3 separate regions of the Sus scrofa genome follow, and regions 1 and 3 are each linked to region 2. Evidence: chromatin contacts called from public HiChIP or PLAC-seq data. All regions are on one chromosome and are shown on one strand. The core of a region is the stretch at or near the end of the contact, and the rest is flanking DNA. Distances in the headings are between cores, read along the strand shown.

What was found. HiChIP or PLAC-seq counts read pairs in DNA pulled down with a chosen protein or histone mark.
Region 1: an H3K27ac HiChIP or PLAC-seq map of alveolar macrophages shows a contact between it and region 2. The contact joins two enhancer-like sites. A contact is called at or near these places in 2 of 2 datasets of contacts at active chromatin or transcription factors (alveolar macrophages and skeletal muscle).
Region 3: a contact with region 2 is called in an H3K27ac HiChIP or PLAC-seq map of alveolar macrophages. The contact joins two enhancer-like sites. A contact is called at or near these places in 2 of 2 datasets of contacts at active chromatin or transcription factors (alveolar macrophages and skeletal muscle).

The regions. Positions count from the first base shown.
Region 1 is chr15:64,743,023-64,745,722 of Sscrofa11.1, forward strand. The region is part of intron 1 of LOC102166560 (a long non-coding RNA gene); the gene reads left to right. Among named protein-coding and RNA genes, the nearest start is that of ACVR1, 150 kb to the right of the region's middle. Within about 2 kb of position 1,394, at least 4 of the 83 cell types and tissues checked have an H3K27ac peak or open chromatin away from gene starts, as enhancers often do. A contact at or near this core is called in alveolar macrophages, where this site is marked.
Region 2 is chr15:64,359,334-64,362,033 of Sscrofa11.1, forward strand. All of the region lies in intron 7 of CYTIP (cytohesin-interacting protein), which reads right to left. Among named protein-coding and RNA genes, the nearest start is that of CYTIP, 61 kb to the right of the region's middle. Within about 2 kb of position 1,273, at least 26 of the 83 cell types and tissues checked have an H3K27ac peak or open chromatin away from gene starts, as enhancers often do. A contact at or near this core is called in alveolar macrophages, where this site is marked.
Region 3 is chr15:64,783,160-64,785,859 of Sscrofa11.1, forward strand. ACVR1 (activin receptor type-1) reads right to left here. Exons shown (of 11, transcript XM_001927798.7): 7 at 432-578. Among named protein-coding and RNA genes, the nearest start is that of ACVR1, 110 kb to the right of the region's middle. Within about 2 kb of position 1,337, at least 2 of the 83 cell types and tissues checked have an H3K27ac peak or open chromatin away from gene starts, as enhancers often do. A contact at or near this core is called in alveolar macrophages, where this site is marked.

The sequences.
Region 1 (2,700 bases), core at 144-2,643, 380 kb after region 2:
ATGTCCAATACTATGTTAAATAGGAGTGGAGGGAGTAGGTGTCTTTTTCTTCTTCCTGACTTTAATGGAAGGGCTTTTAGCTTTTTACCATTTAGTATTATATTGGCTGTGGATCTGTCATGAATGGCTTTTAATATGTTAAGATATGCTCCCTCTGTACTCATATTAGTGAGAGTTTTTATCATAAATGGATGTAGAATTTTATCAAATGCTTTTTCCACAGCTATTGAAATGATCATGTAGTTTTTGTCTTTCACGTTGTTAATGTGCTGTAAAACATTGATTTATATATGTGGAACCATCCTCGAAAACCTGGAATGAATCCAACTTGGTCTTGGTGTATGATCTTTTTCTCTGTATTGTTGGATTTTGTTAACTTTTCATTGTGGGTTTGTGTATCTATATTTATCAAAGATAGTGGCCTGTAAGTTTTTTTGTAGTATCTTTGGTTTTGATATCAGGGTAATCATAGCCACTTAGAATGAATTTTTGGGTGTTCCCTCTTGGTCAGTTTTTGGAATAGTTTCAGAAGGATAGGTGTAAGTTCCTCTTTGTATATTTGGTAGAATTTCCCACTGAAGCTGTCCATTCCAGGACTTTTGTTTGCAGGGAGTTTTTATTATTATTATTACTACATTAACTTCTAGTGAAGAGTCTGTGCAGATAATTTTTTTTTTTTTTTGTCTTTTTGCTATTTCTTTGGGCCACTCCCATGGCATATGGAGGTTCCCAGGCTAGGGGTCTAATCGGAGCTGTAGCCACTGGCCTACGCCAGAGCCACAGCAACGCGGGATCCGAGCCGTGTCTGCAACCTACACCACAGCTCACGGCAATGCCGGATCGTTAACCCACTGAGCAAGGGCAGGGACCGAACCCACAACCTCATGGTTCCTAGTCGGATTCGTTAACCACTGTGCTACGACGGGAACTCCCGTGCAATTATCTTGACTTAGTTTTGGCAGGCTATGTTTCTAGAAACATATTCATTTATTCTGGATGGTCCAATTAGTTGATGTATAATTGTTTATAATGTTATCATATTTTTGTATTTCTGTGGTACTAGGTGTTATTTCTCCTCTTGCATTTCTCATTTTTGCCCTCTTTCTTCTTGGTGAGCATGTTGATTTGTTTTTTTTAATCTTTTAAAGAAACAGAACTTGGCTTTGTTGATCATTTCTCTCTTGCTTTTTTTTTTAATCTCTATTTCACTTATTTCCTCTCTGATCTTTATTATTTTCTTCCTTCTGCTGACTTTGGGTTATGTTTTTTCTTCTTTTTCTAATTCTTTTAGGTGGTAGGTTAAGTTTATTTTTTTGTTGTTTTTGCTTTTGTTTCCCTTTTTGGCTGTACTCACAGCATGTGGAAGTTTCAGGGCCAAGAATCACTGTGCCACAGGAGTGACTCAAGCAGCAGCATTTGCATGCTGGACCTTTAACCTTCTGAGTCACAGGAGAACTCCTGACTAGGTTCCTTTTTTTTTTTTTTTTTTTTTGAGATATATTATTTCATGAGGAATGGCTTATATCACTCTGAACATCCCTCTTAGATCTGCTTTTGTAGCATCCCCACATATTGTAAGTTTCTGTTTTCACTTTCATTTGTCTCTAGGTATTTTCTGACTTGTTCTGATTTCATCATTGACCTGCTGGTTTTTTAGTAGCATGTTGTTTAGTCTCTATGTGTTTGTTCTTTTCCCATTTTTCTCTCTGTGGTTGATTTCTAGTTTCATGCCATTGTGGTCAAAAAAGATACTTGAAATAATTTTTTGTCCTCTTAAATTTGTTGAAGCATGCTTTGTGACCTAATTTGTGGTCTGTCCTAGAGAAGATTCCATGCATGCTTGAGAAGAGTGTATATTCTGTTTTTTCTTGGATTATGTATACTGTACATGTAAATTAAATCTAACTGGTGTATTTGTCATTTAGGACCTCCTTTGCCTTCTTGATTTTCTGTCCAGATTATCTGTCCATTGATATCAGTAGGGTTTTAAAGTCTCCTAGTATTACTTTTGTCAATTCTTACCTTTATGTCTGGTAGTATTTTATGTATTTAGGTACTCCTATATTGGATGAGTATGTTAATAAATATAATATCCTTTTCTTGTATTGATTCCTTTATTAAAATATCTTTTTTGCCTTCTTTATGTCCTTTAAGTCTATTTTGTCTGATATAAGTATTGCTTGCCCCCTTTCTTGTCATATGCATTTGCATGAAGTATCTTTTTCCATCCCCTCCCTTTCAATCTGTGTCTTTCACCCTAATGTGAGTCTCTAGTAGGCAACATAAAGATTTGTTTTCTTTTATCCAATCCGCTCCTCTTTTAATTGTAGCATTTAGTCCATTAACATTTGAAGTGATTATTGATAACTATTGTTATTTTAATCTTGTTTTATAGTTGTTTCATAGTTTATTCATTTCTTGTTTTTCTTTGTGCAATTTGATTATTTTTCCCTTGTAGTATGCTAGAGTTTCCATGAATCTATTATGTTTTTGATTTGTGATTGCCATGGATTTCAAGTCTTTTGACTCATGTCCATATGGATTTGCTTTAAACTGAGTCATTCAAGTTCAGATGCATTGTAAAAGATCTATGTTTTTCACTTTTACAGAATTTTTTTATTTTTTAATCTCTGTACCGTCAAGCCTCACTCCTTTTATTTATTTGGCTTTCCTATTGTGCTCCTCCATTTCCCATAGATT
Region 2 (2,700 bases), core at 23-2,522:
AGAAAGGAGAAAAAAAAAGTACTAATTATTAGGAAACCCCAGCAAGTATAGCAATTTATTTCTGGGTGTTGCGATTTGTCATTATTTTTTTTTTTCATTTCTTTCTAGCATTAACAAATCCCTCCCATTTATTTAAAGGATTTATATATATATATAAAGGGGAATATTTGAAATGCTAATTTCTCATGAAATAATCTAGTAGCACCAACAAGTTGAAGCAATTACATCATTTTAATAGAAATAGCAGGTAGTAAAAGACCATGACATTTATATATTCTTTATTTAAAAATATTATAGCATCAGGTTTGTTCTTGGGTTTGTGTCCATTTACTAACTGTTTTGCTAAGGCCTCACACTCTAGGCTTCTCCCATCTCTAAGATGAGAACAGAAGAATCTAAACCCCAGGACAGTCATGAGGATTAAATGCATTAGCAGATATAAAATGGTTAGAATGTTGGAACAGAGACTAGAGCTCAGTAAATGTTCAAAAAATACCATCACCATTTTGAATGGATAAAGAAGATGTGGTATATATACACAATGAAATGTTACTCAGCCATAAAAAAGAATGAAATAACGCCATTTGCAGCAACATGGACGGACCTAAAGATTATCATACTAAGTCAATCAGACAGAAAAAGACAAATACCATATGACATCACTTATGTGCAGAATCTAAAAAATGGTACAAATGAACTTATTTATAAAACAGAAAAAGACTCACAGCCATAGAAAACAAACTTACAGTTACCAAAGGGGAAGGCAGGGGGGATAAATGAGGAGTTTGGGATTAGCAGATACAAACTACTATATATAAAATAATAAACAACCAGGACCTACTGTATAACACAAAGAACTATATTTTATTAAATATAACCTATAATGGAAAAGAATTTTAAAAAGAATCTATATCTATCCACCTACCTTTCTATGCATCTACATGTATATGTATAACTGAATCACTTTGCTGTGTACCAGAAACTAACACAACCTTGTAAATCAACTATACTTCAATTGAAAAAAACAAAGAAACAAACTACCATCATCATTCTATAAGTCTGGGGCACCAAAACAGTCTATTGTGCTTGGTATCTATTCATTCTATACCCAAAGGGGAAGACACAATGACCAGCTCTAAAAGGCTTCCTTGGAGAGCTAAACTTAGAACGTTGTGAGCACCCTGACTTCTGAACTGCTTCCTTCCTCAGCTGCCTCATGTGTGAGAGCAGTGGCCCAGGATACAACTATAATATAAGGCCCAGGGCACAAATGTCATGTGAGGGCAACTGCTGTAATGGTCACAACAGCATGTGAGGCCTGGCCTGGCACACAGACAGACCAGCCACGTCGATGGGAATCGAAAGCAAGCCAGGAAGAAGGCAGCTGACCCGGCACAAAGGCTCCTTCTCCCTCCCACCCCTTGTTCAAGACTCTACCCCTTCCTTTGCCATTTCAGGTCCCCACAGTGAACCGGCAGGCAGGCAGAGCTCAGATTTGCCTGTGGACACTTATCCCAAAGGAAAGGCAGCCTCGTTGGAGACAAGCAGTCCTTTGTACAAAGCAAACTGGTAGGGGCAGATGAAGGCTAAAATGAAAAAGAAAAAAAAAGTACATTTGGAAGAGGAAGATGAAGGAAAGAAAGTATTACAAAGACTGTCATTAGGAATTCCCGTTGTGGCGTGGTGGAAAGGAATACGACTAGGTACCGTAAGGATGCATGTTCGATCCCTGGCCTCACTCAGTGGGTTAAGGATCAGGCAGTGTTGTGAGCTGTGGTATAGGTCATAGACGTAGCTTGGATCCTGTGTTGCTGTGGCTGTGGTGTAGGCTAGCCTACAGCTCCAATTTGACCCCTAGCCTGGGAACCTCCATATGCCCCAGATGTAGCCCTAAAAAGCAAAATAAATAAATAAATAATGTCATAAAATGGCTGAAATGGCTGGTTCCTCAGTTCAGGGATTGAATAATCACCCGGTCAGATTTTCTAAGCCTTGATAACAGTAACAGCAGCAATCCTGATGCTTGTCAATATAATATGCAATCAATAAATCAAAGCAATACCTGGCTATTAATATCTCACTCTTTCTATATTATAATAAGTCTACCTGAGTATCAGATTGTTGGGCTACCTTATTCACAGCTCTTGTTACCTATGTAAATCAGTGGTTTTATGAAGGTCTGAGTTAGGAAACCAGGAAGTGCAGAACTAGCAAGGATCTGGCATAGACACCAAGCCCTTTTTTTTTTTTTCTGAAGAGGTTTATCTCTTTTAAGAAAATAGAGTCCAGTTGGGGAGCATAAGGATAGATCGACAGTCAAAACTAAATATAGAGAGAAGAAGAAGTTGTATTTCTGCACTTACTTTCCAGAAATATGAAGTCAGGCCTTGCCAAATAGTTTTTGTGAAAATAAAAGTTTTAAAATATCTAATCTGTTGATTTGGCCCAGTCATCTAAGTACGTCGTCACTTAAACTAAGAAAATACCAGGGTAAAGAGCAGATGTGTCAGAGTGACTAAGAGCTTCCCTATTTTCCTCAGAGTCTGTTTCTGCCTATTATTAACATCAAAGCTGTGTATTTGGGCAAATCTAACCTCTTACTATTAGAAGAAGATAAAGCAGATGAGATCTAAACATACTGGACCACATTACTTCACTGTGCCTGGTTCAGTGCCTGCTACATGGCAGCTGCTCTGTAAA
Region 3 (2,700 bases), core at 87-2,586, 420 kb after region 2:
AGGAATGTGCATTTAATTATGATGTCCCTGGGAGCTATGAATCTCTAGGAAATCGTCCAAAGATCTTTCTTGGTTTGATTCAAGTAATAAATATTCAAAAAGGGTGGGGTAAGCAGAACGACGGAGGAAGCCTTGAAGTGAACAATATGGGGCAAATTTTTGTTATTTAAATAACAACCTGCAGAATAAAACTTAGCAATAACAATTTCCCTTTCACCATCCAAAGAAATCTTCAAACTTAGCTTCTTTGCAGATTTAAACAAGAAATTCCTGTGAGAAGAAAATTACACCGCATATAAACGTAGATGGTCCCTATGTCACTGTTCAGGAGAGACTTGCAAATTCACATACATCAAATCAGAGGGCAGAGACAGGCAATTATTTCTTTCTAGAAAAAAAAAAATTAATGAGGGGATTATTTTTACACTTACCCAAAATGTTTTCATGCCTCAGCATCACAGTGTTGTACAGCTCTGTTTCCCTGAACCATGACTTCTCATCCCGGGAGGAGAAGATCTTCACAGCCACATTCTCCCCTTGCCAACTGCCCCTCCACACCTCACCATACCTGCCCTTCCCTGTGGAAAGCAACACAGAGGTGACACTGCACAGGAGGACAAGACAGGTAGCCAACAAACTTCGTCCCTGCAACCCTTAACCCCTGCCCTGGAAAAACAACGTGGGGCAATAAACACCACAACCTTTTGCCTATAAAGATGTCCAAAAAAAAGGTGGAAGCTGCCACCCCATCGTGATGTCAAATTAAACGCTCTCAGAACCTGCATTTGTACAATTAGCTGCTAATTACCAAGTTTACATTTATATTCCTCTATTAAAAGGTACAAAACACACGTGGTCTACAAAAGTGCATGGAAGTTAGTAAAACTTAGAAAATGGTACAAATTATTGACTTGAATGTTGATGAAAGCCAAAAAGCATATATGTGGCTATAGTAAATAGCTTACTTGATTCCTTCCCTTCTTAAAGGATCAACATGGGCATTCTCAAAGTCAAAGTTTGCGAATTTACACATGCATTTATATTTTTCATGAAGGAAACTGTTAACTTTGAGATCTGTGTTCTAAAGGATTAAAACAAAAAAATCACACATACACCAATGCTGTGTGGGAGATCAACCGGCAGCCACTGCCATCCATAAAGGATTTCTTGGGGATATATTTCAAAAGAGGATTTGCAAAATCTTAAACACGTCATCCCAGAACAGTCTGGATTTCTGACATTGGTCATGGGGTTTGCTTGTTGAGACAGTCCCTGTGATGCCACAAGTGGGCAACACTGAAAAGGCCACTCAGAGAAAACATTTTCAAAGCACAGTGACTAGTTGTGATCTGATCCTCGAAGTGTGTGCCCCTCCTGCAGCCACAGTACAACTGTCAGCTTGTCAGCTACACACTCCAGCTTCCATTCTTCTCCTTAATTACAGGCAGGGGTGATTGGGAGGTTGGGAGAAGGAGGTAATTACCACGAGACTATGGGGATCAACATGGGGTATAATCAGGGGTAAAGACAGGCACGGCTCCTAGAAGACGACGCAGCAGATGTGACTTGCAGGGCAGTGGGGCTTTCTCCCAAGGCAAGTGGCTGCTGCTGAGAATCCCGGCTTGTAATAAGCAGCTGTGGCACCACCTGCATATCCAGGAATACAGCTCTTTGCTGAAAAACTCAGCCACTGAGAACCCAAACATGGGGAGAGAAAGCATGTCTGTCCAGGTCATTATGTCCTGAAACATAATCAGAACTGCTCAATCTAGATTCCCTTATGATAAACAATGTCCCTATTAAATTCCAATGACTGATCCAAAAGTTTGTGAAATGAGGCTTGTAGTGGTCTTTGCAGGCCACGGTCAAGCCACAGAAATAGTATTAGGGCAGGATTAATTTTAATAAAGTCACAGCAACTGCCCAGCATTTCTAGTTTAAGATAAAGGCTACTGCTAACATCTATAAAATTGGCCACTATAAAATTGTATGTTATTTTTTTTTTCCCTGCCTTGGGTTCCATTCTGTATCTTTATTTGCTCTTTGTCCTAATATTCTCATTAGGAAGGAGAGAAAAATTTCTCAGAGCATTGTGGCTATCAGTATAAAATTGCCTTAAATTATTTTTTTTTTAAAGAACACAGATAGATGTCAACTTAAGTAGATAGAATTAAAACAGAAACCTACTGCAGTGGTTTTCAAAAGCTTTTAAGTTGTCAAGTACCTTCTGCAAATGCAGACTTATGCAGAAGTCCCTAAAACCAGAAGCAGAGCTACCCAGAAATCCTGGTCATGGACCCAAAAGGGCACCTGAAATATGGAGGTCCATTGATCACCATCTGGAACAACTGATCCAATCCAGCTTCCCATGTTTTTGAACCACAAATGAGAACATACTATCCAAACAGTTCATTACAAACATTTTTATTCAAGGCCGTATGAATGAACACTAACTAAAAGCTACTGAAAAGGCATGGCTTTTATCAGTCTTTAGCACTACGCCAACAAATGCTATAATTGAATTTACACTATTTCCAAAAACCTGTCGAAGAACATCTCAACAACCGGAAACAGTGTCTATTTTTAAAGGTGAAGTATTATTGTGCCCTTTGGACTCTGGGGTCAGCTCTGAGGATGGATTTTGAGGGCTGCTGTTCTGTGAATGGGAACAGCCATAGGACAGGAGGGTGGGAGGTAATG